Regions from separate parts of the Mus musculus genome. Here regions 2, 3 and 4 are each linked to region 1. The links are chromatin contacts, called in public ChIA-PET and promoter capture Hi-C maps. All regions are on one chromosome and are shown on one strand. The core of a region is the stretch at or near the end of the contact, and the rest is flanking DNA. Distances in the headings are between cores, read along the strand shown.

Region 1 (2,700 bases), core at 63-2,562:
TTTTTTAGGCTTCCTTTCTAGCTCCCATGCAAACATCCTTGAGCTCTTTTTAAGGTCACTCCCTTGCATCTTTAGCTCTTATTCTCGCAGCAGTGGTTGATGTGGGAGAAGGTGAGAAACCGCCGCCGCAGGATGGCAGCTGGGAGTGGGGGAAACATTAGGCTGAGGAGACAAGTCCCTGCTGGAGAAAGGATGCTGCAGACCCTGTTGGATCCTAAAGCCAAGTTAGGCTGAGATTGGAGATGGGGATGGTGGACAGAACTCTTTTTGAGGCAAGAGACTGGTCCTTCTTCCTGTACTACCCACTTACTCCTTAGGACACTGGTCTCACTTTTTACACACCATCAAGAGTGTTCTCTCCTGCCGGGCGTGGTGGCGCACGCCTTTAATCCCAGCACTCCGGAGGCAGAGGCAGGCGGATTTCTGAGTTCGAGGCCAGCCTGGTCTACAGAGTGAGTTTCAGGATAGCCAGAGCTATACAGAGAAACCCTGTCTCAAGAAACAAACAAACAAACAAACAAAAAAAACAAACAAAAAAAAGAGAGCGTTCTCTCCTAAGCCAGAAAAGCAAACATTTTCAAGTTACTAGACGTTGGGAATGGATAGACCTTATCGCCATGGGAAGCCTTTTTGTTTCTTTACCCCCAGATATCATTTGCTAATTCTGCCTCCTCCCAGAAAGACTCAAGAGGTCACAAAACTGCAGTTCACAGGGCAAGAATCTCAAGAGCATGTGAAAAACTGCTACTGTACCCTAGGGGCCACACATATGGCCTTGTAGCCCCCTCCCAAGGCCAGCCTCCACCCCCACCCGACTCCCATCCGGTTTTACAGAGGAAGGGAAACTGAGACTTCTTAGGATTCATCAGGGTGGCAGCTTTGCCATTCCAGTCCGATCTCCCGACCCCTCCCACCGGGCTCTTACTTTCGGTAGGCGGCCAGCTGTACCATGCTGCAGGGGAAGAGGCGCAGGCAGGCCACGCCATTCCCTTTCCACAGGGCCCTTGGCCCCTCGGACAGCCACACCCGGCGTCCGGTGGCCCACAGCCCCAGGGAGTGGCTTTGCACCTTGCCGACTTGGGCCAGCACAGTGGCAAGCTCCAGGGGCGCGGTGAGGCTGAGGCTGAACGCCCCGGCCAGCCCCGCACACAGGAGCCGCTGGCTGCCGGTTAACCGGCCATCCCGTCTCCACGTAGCCATCCTGACCCAGGCCCGTGCCGGCCACCTCGTGGCTGGTGCCCTGGGCTCGCGGGGGCAGTTAGAGCAGTCCGGCCAGGCCCCGCCCGGCGTGGGGCGGACTTGGGAGATGAACTGGGGAAGTCAGGCTCACACCCGAGCAGCGCCTCAGGGATAGGGTGGGATCAAAGGCGACTCTCTCAGGTATCTGAGGCATGCTCAGTTAGTGTGTGTTTGCAATGCAATAGGCAAGACCGAGGCTTCCATTTCCTGTTCTTTCTGGGCCTAGCCAGCATCACGTTTTTCTTAGGTATTCCCTTAGGTACTTTGCTTCTTCTGGGTCCCTTTTCACATTCTATGTCATCCCCCTTCGCCTGTCTATCTTCTCTTCCATAGGCTTCTTTTATTTTAAATCCAGAGTGCAGAAAAGACAGACCTTGAATAACAACCTGCTGCTACCTAGTAGACAACTTGTTAGAGCCTCCTTTTCAGAGACTATAGGTGTGCTTAAGGCTTTGGAACCTTACCTGCCTTAGAATCCTTAGCTCTGCAGATGACATGTCATAGGAGGGTAGGGAAGTCGATTGCTCACTTTGTGTCCCAGTTGCTTCACCTGTACTATGAAGATGGTACTTTCGAGGATTAAATGAAAATTTAATAAATGAAAATTTAATTTATAAAGATGAAATGAATAGTGGCTGGAAGAAGTAACCAGTCTGTATGTGGTGCTTATGAGGGTATGACTAGCTGCTGCCGTAGAGAAGAGGAAACTAAGACACGGAGACACTTGCTCAAGCCTGAGTGTTCACTACCTCGCAGAATCGGGGTTCCTATGTAGGTCAATGTTAGACCTAATAAGGGCCACACCCAAGGATTGCATAGTGGCAGTAGTACATACATTCAGTGATTCTGTTAGGTAAGGGTTAGGACAATATAGGTAAAAAGGTGATAACTGTGGCTTTGCCAGAATCTAAGAAGGATTTAAAAATATTAACAACTTTCCAATTTTATTTCTGTTTTTTTTAAAGGGCTCAACAATGATAATTACAAGGAAAGAGACAGCTAGCAAACGCACTGTTAGCATAAGACATCCCAAATTTGCATCTTATTTTCTATATTGATTCTCATGTTGCTAATGGAACCTTTTCAAGCTAAGCACATCCATCCAATCTGGCACACACTAATTGTACATTTTCATGGGATACAATATGATATCAGAACACATGTCCCAGCAATTTCAGGTTCTTGGTGGCTCATCTCACTACTGAAAAAATGGGGGAGATGGCTCAGTAGGTAATGTGCTTGATAGGCAAGCAAGAGGACCTCTAGCATCCATGTAATAGTTGGGCACAGTGGTCCATGTCTTTCTGAAATAGTGAACTCCAGGTTTGGTAAGAGAACTTGCCTCAGAAATTAAGCTGGCAGTGTCAGAGGGATGGGGGAGAAGACTGGAAAGAGAAAATGACAGAATGAAACCAACTACTGTGCATGCTAATTTTAAATTTAGAATAAATAAGTAAAACC
Region 2 (2,700 bases), core at 134-2,633, 210 kb after region 1:
TTAATCCAGCTTGTGTAATTTCTAGAGTGTTCCACACAAATTGCATCAGGAGCTCTTAATATTGATGACACAATTCAGTTCCATAAGGAACTTTTGGAGGCCTTTGAAACTATTTGTTTACTGTTAGTTTTAGTTTTCACATTTAGGACATTTTATTCACTGTATATTTCTCACTATGGTGTGTGTGTTTAATTTGAGAATTAAATGAGGGGGGCTAGAGATGTCCCTCCAACTTTTATTTTGATAAAAATGTTCTTTATTATTCCATTAGATTTGCCAGAAAAAAATCTTGTGATAATAGGGCCTCCCCACACTCTGTATTTAGAGATTCTCTCCTTTCATGTTTTACAACTATAATAAAACAAACAAAATAAAACAAAAAGCTGGTAAAATGTGGCCAAAAATAAAAACACAAGGGGGAAAAAAACAAAATCAAAGATGAAACACTGATGTGCATGATATAAATGGGGGATAAGGTCAGACAGAATTGTGGAATTTTGGCTTTCTTTTGCTGCTGATAATCATTGAGCCCAGCTCGCACAAATTTAGGATGACTGGAATGTCTCCATTTCAGTAGCTTCCCTTTCTTGTGTACTAGGGACCTCTGGTGGCCACACTCAGTTTTGCAATCTTCGGGCTGGGCAGGTTTGCTCACCCCTCCCAGATTCCCCCAGACAATATGCCTTAGGTTCTATCAGCCAGCAGTTAGCAGTGGTTCTCAATCTGTGAGCTGTGACCCCCTTTCGGGGGTGGGGGGTGTCAAACGACCTTTTCACAGGTGTTGAATATCAAATATGCTGCATATCAGATATTTATGTTACTATTCCTAACAGTAGCAAAATTATAGTTATATAATTTAAGTAGTAATGAAAATAATTTTGTGGTTGGGGGGGGGTCCCCAGAGCATTAACTGTATTGAAGGGTTGTAGCAACCACTGCTAGCTGAAGAAGGGTTTACAAGTTTATTGACAGTACTGAGATCAGTACAGGTGGAACACTTACCTTGCCTTTCCAGACCACCTAAGAACTGATCACCCTGCATGAGGGATCCAGGTGAAGACGCCATGGATTCTGCTAGAATTTCAGGGTTCTTAGACTCTATAGGCTTCCAGAGGTTGATCCATCTGCTTACACCAGGCTCAGGACTGCCAAAATCTACAACTCTTCTCTCTGGTGATAAAGTCTGTTCCTTAGCTACCAAGGACACGAGTATGTTTCCCTGTGTACTTTTCTGCTTGAACCAAGCAAGCCTCCTGGTTTTTAGATTGGCAGCGTCAGGCTCTTCTTTCCCCAACTGTTCCTCAGATTTGTCTCCCAACCTGAGGCTGTGGCAGCACCTCCCCACATTCGTCTTGTGACTGTATTGCATAATTTCTTTCTGGACACACATGTGCACTTTGCACTGTGCGTGTGTGCATACCAGACAATACTAACTAGTCCACTGTGAAACACTTGGGCTCAGATTAAAGGCTATATGGTATGCTGTAAATTACAGTGTTTTTTTTTTTTTACTGTATATATAAAGTTTTCTGGTGTTGTAGAAGTATAATGGTTTAATTGTGGTTATTAAAGGCTTTTTAATATGTATTATAGTGCTTGACTTTTAATTGCTTTTGAATTGCAGACTTGAGTTTTATGAACTAATCATATTAAGTGAATTTGGGCTCGAGATAGGACAGAATTTGCAACAGCTCTTGAGATCAGCATGATATGGTTATAGATAAGAGTGGTTCAAATAGCTTCTAAAATGGCCCGAAACAGTCTTCTTTCAATTTTTAGCATTTAAATATGTATATATGCAAAGTCCTGTTCTCAGCATTAATGGTTATAAAATAAAAATATGAATCAACTCATCAACTGAGTCATCTCTCCAGCCCCCTGTAATGATTTTTTTTTTTGTTTTAAGACCAAGAATTCTGGAGCTTTCTTGCAGTCTTGTTTGTTTAGCTAGCTCCTTATTAATAAAGGCGGAGGCATGGGTGTAGGTGCAGATAACAGCCAAGGCTGCTGGCTCAGGCTTGTGATCCCAACTCCTCTGCAGGCTGAGGTAGGACAATTGTGAACTCCAAGGTAGCCTAGGCAAACTAGTGGGACTCTATCTCAAAACAAAACATAAAGAGGGATAGAGCTCTGGCTGAGCAGGCATCAGGTCTTAAACTCAATTCCCAGGATCACAAAACAGCAACTTTTTTTTTTTTTAAGAAGCAGACCATAGTTTTCTCCTTGTGATACTGTTGACTGGTTAGCTTTCAGGAGGCATCTCTTAAAGGATGGGACTGGTTAAAAATCTCTTCATGAACTTCTTGACAGAAACTGTAGTTAAAGAAATAAACAAAATTTATTATGAACTTAATAGGAGAATAAACTAGGAGTGGGCTTGAAGCCCCCTTTTCTCCATTTGATGGAAACTCAATACTGAAGTAGGCCTTGAAAGAGAGGAGAAATAGCATGCAAATCATAAGTACAGATTCACTGGTGTACACTCAGGTGTGCCTGGGATGTTGGTACATTGATAACCATCCCTGGGTAGGACTGGAAAGGGCCACCAGACTCTAGCCATCCCCCCTCTTGTTTGGTTTATATCAAGGTGAAATTGAAGTAAAAATGTACATCATGGGCAAAGAAGGCCTAGGAGATCCTACTCACTAGGTGGATGAAAGAAAGGAAGCAAACTGTACTGGGATTTTTGAGGGATAGAAC
Region 3 (2,700 bases), core at 32-2,531, 250 kb before region 1:
GACACGTTTCAGAGAGTCCTTGTGCTCAGGATGTAGAGGTTACTTGAAGAGTCCCCGAGAGAACACGAGAAGCATTCACTGCTGGGTGCAGTGCAGGACCAGGGCAGTTCTATTGTAGACACTTTGGTTCCCTGCTTCTGCTCTCCCTATACTTTCTAGGCCTGGTCTTTGTGTGAGATCCCTCTCCCTGGTTCTTTCTTGTTTTCTGCTGTCCCCTCCTCAGGAGAGAGACCTAAGATCCTATCGTTCTGAAGTGGGGGCCTCCTGGGCCTTTGAGAAACCATATCTCACCAAGTTCATCAATCATACGGAGCCAACAAAAAAGCCAATCCCAAGACAGAGAGAGAGAGAAGAGGAGAGGGGTGGACTCCAAGGCTAGGGAGGTGGGAAGCATGCCAGGAAGAGGGCCACCAATGGCAGTTGTCTGGGAGGAAAAGGAGAGCAGGCAGGCATCTTTCTAGCCTTTGGATGTTATGAGCTGTCCCAGGTCAGCCATATGGTCCTGGGATGAATAAGTATTGAGGAACGATTGGAACTGGACAGAATGATTACCCCTCCTGTATCTGCATCTGCCTCAACAGAGCTAGAGACCTTCAGTTCCCATTCTTAGACTCCCTTCTGGCTTCTAACCTAAAAGGTGGGATGTTCTGCATCCCTGTTCGCCCTGTTCATACTGAGAGGAGGGACCAGAGTGGGACCAGTGACGTCAGTTTCTATTTGGTACAGTAGTGGAGAGCTGGGCTCCTACTGCACCTCAGGACAGGAGCGATGTCCTCCACAAGTCCCAGCTCAGTTGTGGGGCTGCACTGCAGCTCCCCAGTTAATGCTCCATTTCTAAGCTGTAATGTGGTGGCGCTGCAGGTGCTGCAACCCCTGTCCTGCCACCGCCCCTCCCCAACCCAAGGAGATAACAGGATTAGTTAGGGTAGACTACGGGAAAGCACTGACACTCCAGAGACCAATGCTCCCACCCAGGCACCCAGGGTTCTCAGTTGGGAGCACAAGAGGTTATGGGGGCTGGGAAAAGAAAGCGGACTGCAGATCTCAGCCTAGGAGCAAAGAGTAGGAGGGGGAGGAGCCAGGACACCCTTCCAGCCTCAGGTCTGGGGGCTCAGGGATGTAAAGGAAAACAGGGTGTGTGTGTGTGTGTGTGTGTGTGTGTGTGTGTGTGTGTGTGTGACAATTCAGCAGAGGTCGGGACGTACCACGGAGCCCAGTAGCGGCAGGGAGGGGGGGGGGCGGAGGACGTGGTCACCGAGGGGAGCCCCCGCCCCCTTCACAGAGGCCGAGACTCGGGTTGCAGAGAGAACTGGAACTGGGCTCGCCCTAGGGGAAGGCAGCGCGGCCAATCCGTCCCCTCCCCACACCTACTCTGAGGGGGTGGGTGATAGAGGAGAGGTTGGGGTTGGAGCAGCGGTGAGGGGGCCCCTCCCTGGCACCTCCCTCCACCAGACTTGGTCGCGCCCGAAGTGTAACACTTTCTCTTTGTCGGAGGAGCTCTTCTGTTTCCTGTGCAGCAGCTCCCGTTGCGGAGGCACCCGAAGCAGCCCTGGCGGACCAAGGAGCGATGGCAGCGGCCGATATAGCTCGCCAGGTGGTGAGTGTAGGGCTTGGATACCAGTCCCCGGGCTAGGGGTTGAGGGTGTGGGGCTGGGGACGGCCGAGCAGACTTGGTTGCGGCTCGACTACCACCACTACCACGAGGAGGGCAATGGGGTAGCATCCAGGAGCAAAGAGGCAAGGCGGGACTTTTTGCTCCTGGGGTCAGCGGCTCAGTCTACTCTCCCCGCAGCATGTCCTGGAGACCTGTGTTGGCGGGAGGGTGGGGGGGCGGGAGGGTTGGAGAAGCATACTGGCGGGCAGCTGAACTTGCATCGCCGGAGAGAGCTGCAGTGAGCGCCTCCGCCTCCCTTGCTGCAGCTGCGGCCCCGCCGCTGGGGCGTTGCCGAATGAATGGCAGCATGGGTCTGGAGCCCTCCGGGGCCCCTGTCCTCTTAGCTTGGGAGCGCCCCTGCCACAGCTGCCTGCTGGGACTCCAGCTTGCTCAGATAGAGGGGCGCGGAGCTGGGGGGTAGCCCGGGACCTAAGGCAGAGTGTGGTGAGGGGGGCGGGGAGGTGACTAGCTGGAGTAGGGTTTCTCCATATGCATTATATACGTGACTGCGTCTGTATGGGTATCAGCGTGTGCGCATATATGTGCATGCGCGCCCTCCTGCCTTCCCCGTGGCAGGGTTATGTGACCCTAAATGAGTTGGCCTGTTTCTGTGTGCTCACCTCTACGGTGTGTGTCCCTGTGTTCCAATGCTGTGTCCACTTGTGCTGTGTCCCACGGGGTCCCATTTGTGTATCTGTGGAAGGGAGGGAGGGATGCAGTTTATCCCAGCCTGTAGGTGGCTGGTTGGGTATTTTGGCACGTTCCTGGACGGTTCCCTGAGCGTCGGTCTTGGGTTCAGTGTACATGGGTTTATATGCTAAAACCTGTGGCGCTAACATCTTTCTGTAGAGACCAACGAGAACAGTGTGAGACTTGCAGAAGCAGTGTTCTCTCTTTCGGTAGCGATCAACTCTGGAGGAAAAAAAAAATCATCTTAAAAAACTAAAGTTTTCCAGCCTGGGATGTGCAGAGAAATCATACCCAGGAACCCGAGGTTCCATGTTTGTTTGTTTTAGGTCTGAAGTTTGCTTACAAAGATGAAAAGT
Region 4 (2,745 bases), core at 192-2,691, 160 kb before region 1:
ATTAAGAGCAAAAAAAGGAACCCCCTGTTTTCATAGAGTGGTTATTTTATCAAGGGAATAAGAGTCAGTTGTTTTAACGTTTTTCTTTCTCAATTTTTTATTAGAAGATTTAAAAGACGCAGTGCTAACTTGTGAAAGATGTCAAGACCTAAATTAAAATGACACCATTGAGTGGAAATAGTTACATGTGTAGAAATGTGCAAAACCAGAATATAATATACGCTACAACATTAATCAGCAGTGGATATACACCTAGAAGGAAATTTGAACAGCAGTTCTCAAGAAAACATAATTAAGAATTTACAGCTTTTCGTAATAATTAGGTGTGGACCCATTCAATAATGAGTTTTGGTATTTTTAATAAAGCATAGATACTGTTATTGAGATTTAATTGTAGGGCAATTTTTCCAGTGAAGTAATTCTCTCCCTCTCATGCATCCCTTCCTGTTTTCCTAGCATCTGTCCTCCCTTACTCCCACAGACACACATAAACACAAATTAGAAGCTACATTTGTTATTCTTGTCAATCCGCAAGTTGAGCATAGATCAGAATCTGTATTCCAAGTATCCAAGAGGCCAGGCTAAGTTCGAAGCTAGCCTCCCTTTTTCGTTAAAGTTGAGGGTAATACTGCTAGTGTAAGTGTTAAATCTATGCGGGGTTCATTCTCATTACCATGGTTGCCATCTGTATAATGATTTGTCCATTATTCTGCCCAGCGGCTATTAACTAGTCTTTTGGGTCTTTAGTAAACTGAAATAAAAATACATGATGATACGCTTTGTAATCTCAACACTTGGAAGGTTCAGGCAGTAAGACAGACGTTCACGATCACTCTTAGTTGTACTGTGAGTTGGAAGGTAGCCTGGGCTGCAGTTGAAAAACAAAACCATGTGCCGTGTGTGTGTGTGTGTGTGTGTGTGTGTGTGTGTGTTTTGACTCGACAGACAATACAGAATTGTCTGTAACCATGATCAGAAAAATGTAAGAGGGTCAGCTAGAGAAGTGTTGCTGTTATTTTCTTTGCAAATGTCGCCTTTTCAACCACACTTTCACAAGCAACTCCAAAGCTGATGCTGAAAGACGCATTGTTTTTTTTTTTCAAGCTATTCTCTGAAGAGGCATCTCAGAGCTAACAGAAAAAAAACATGCCACATCCCCTTGAAACCCAAACCCCTTTCCAAGGACACAGCTAGAGCATAATGCCAGGCATCACAGCCAACTAATCACCTGAGGGCACCTTCCAGGGACTTAACGGAATCATCAAATTCTAGAACCCCACTGAAGCCCCGAGAGTCCCCTACCAGGAGTCTCCGCCCTTCTGCCAGTCAGCAGAGTGCGTCAATGAAGAGTGACGTCAGAGGAAGGGAAAAATGCCCATCGCGCGAGATTTCGCGCGGGACTTTGAAGTTGGAGACCGGTTGCGGCTCATGCGCTGTGGCCTCACAACCTCAGGGTGGCACGCGGGGAGGTAGGGTGAGAGACCCGAGCCGGGGAGCGCAGCGTGCTGGTGCTTCTCCTCCTTCTTTTCTTCTTCTTTTTATTTTTTTTTTTTATTCTTGCCGCTACTCTCTCAGTGTGTGGGTCCCAGGGTCCGCAGAGGTGCTGTGTGGCAGGGCCCAAGTCCGCTGCCTAGTGTGCCCCATATATAAGGAAGCCCTCACGTCCCCACATTAGTTGGAGCCGTGCGGCTGGCGTGGCGACAACGACCATTGACCCCCCATCCCCGTTTCTCTGTAAGCGTAGCCCCCGCCCCCCCCAGGCACATACCCCCAGCCCCCCCAGTCTCAGCCCTGAGCGTCCCTCACACACAGGTTGCCCCCCCCCAACCCCAGCCGCCTCGCTTGCCCCCGGCCAGTTGGTAGGCATCGTCCCCGGGGGCCGTCCCCACTCTGAAGCAGAGAAGATGGCTGGAGGACGTCTGTTGCTGGGGGGCGACTTCCTGTCGCCGCCGCCGCTGCCCCCCCTCCCGCCGCCGCCGCTGCCGCCCCTCCCGCCGCCCCCGCCTGAGCCAGTGCTGGAGCAGTGGCGCTATAGCCACGAAAGTGACTGGCAGTGGGCTCTGCGGCGGAGCTTCATCTGCCGGCACCTGCACAGCTATCCCGGGGCTGCCCTGGACCAGCTCCTCGCGCTCTCCGCCGCCTGGACAAACCACGTTTTCCTGGGCTGCAGGTGAGGATGGTGTTGGGAGGTTGAGTTAGGGACAGGGTGGGAGATGGGTGATGCGGGTCGGCTGAGTGATGGAGGTGAAGAACAGATGACGGATGGTGGAGTTTGGGTTATGGACAGACCAAGGCAAGGAGAGAGTCAGTAAAGGTGGTCCAGATGGGAACCGGGGCAGGATGCGGATTATGGCTTGGAGGCTTAAGATTTGAAATTTTGCTAGAGGACATGGAGACGCTTCACTAGTCGTTGCGGGGTGGGGTGGGCGATCGCGGTTGCAGGCGATGACATGACAGCCCATGAGGGCACAGAGATGCCCCTCCAGGACCAGAGATGGAGATAAAGTAGATCCTGGAAGAGGGTCATTGAGAGGTAGTCGTTGCGATTGGTGATAAAGAGCAGAACCTCAGACCCGCATAGGGGCTTCCAAGGATGCGACATCTGCAGAGGCTATTTGATGGAGCTTCCGAGGGGAAGACAAGGAACTCCGCAGTTCTAATCCTAGTCTCCAGACCACTCTCTTCTTCTACCTCCATGAAATAAAGCAACCCCCTCTCCTTGCAGCCCCCCAGCCAGGTCTTATC

What was found. Promoter capture Hi-C pulls out the DNA fragments that hold promoters and counts their contacts. ChIA-PET counts read pairs in DNA pulled down with a chosen protein or histone mark. Capture Hi-C pulls out chosen DNA fragments and counts their contacts.
Region 2: a contact with region 1 is called in a promoter capture Hi-C map of liver, with 4 times the contacts expected there. The contact joins the enhancer-like site here to the promoter of Slc25a43 in region 1. A contact is called at or near these places in 5 of 39 promoter capture datasets (the 3T3-L1 cell line, HPC-7-derived erythroid cells, hippocampal neurons and 1 more) and 3 of 484 Hi-C or Micro-C datasets (liver and ventricular fibroblasts).
Region 3: an RNA polymerase II ChIA-PET map of memory CD8 T cells shows a contact between it and region 1, with 8 read pairs. The contact joins the promoter of Septin6 here to the promoter of Slc25a43 in region 1. A contact is called at or near these places in 2 of 39 promoter capture datasets (embryonic stem cells and liver), 1 of 115 datasets of contacts at active chromatin or transcription factors (memory CD8 T cells) and 1 of 9 other capture datasets (liver).
Region 4: a contact with region 1 is called in a promoter capture Hi-C map of adipose tissue. The contact joins the promoter of Nkrf here to the promoter of Slc25a43 in region 1. A contact is called at or near these places in 6 of 39 promoter capture datasets (the C10 cell line, embryonic stem cells, hematopoietic stem and progenitor cells and 3 more), 18 of 484 Hi-C or Micro-C datasets (B cells, the Ba/F3 cell line, CD8 T cells and 14 more), 6 of 115 datasets of contacts at active chromatin or transcription factors (bone marrow-derived dendritic cells, embryonic stem cells and microglia) and 3 of 9 other capture datasets (adipose tissue, liver and pancreatic islet).

Annotation. Positions count from the first base shown.
Region 1 is chrX:36,742,244-36,744,943 of GRCm38.p6, reverse strand. It overlaps Slc25a43 (solute carrier family 25, member 43), which reads right to left and starts at 1,312. Exons shown (of 5, transcript NM_001085497.2): 1 at 926-1,312. The coding sequence starts at 1,200.
Region 2 is chrX:36,532,639-36,535,338 of GRCm38.p6, reverse strand. No RefSeq gene overlaps it. Among named protein-coding and RNA genes, the nearest start is that of Gm14569, 41 kb to the right of the region's middle. Within about 2 kb of position 1,383, at least 3 of the 459 cell types and tissues checked have an H3K27ac peak or open chromatin away from gene starts, as enhancers often do. A contact at or near this core is called in liver, where this site is marked.
Region 3 is chrX:36,988,276-36,990,975 of GRCm38.p6, reverse strand. Septin6 (septin 6) reads left to right here and starts at 1,281. Exons shown (of 10, transcript NM_019942.5): 1 at 1,281-1,597. The coding sequence starts at 1,568.
Region 4 is chrX:36,902,161-36,904,905 of GRCm38.p6, reverse strand. Nkrf (NF-kappaB repressing factor) reads left to right here and starts at 1,441. Exons shown (of 3, transcript NM_029891.3): 1 at 1,441-2,170. The coding sequence starts at 1,905.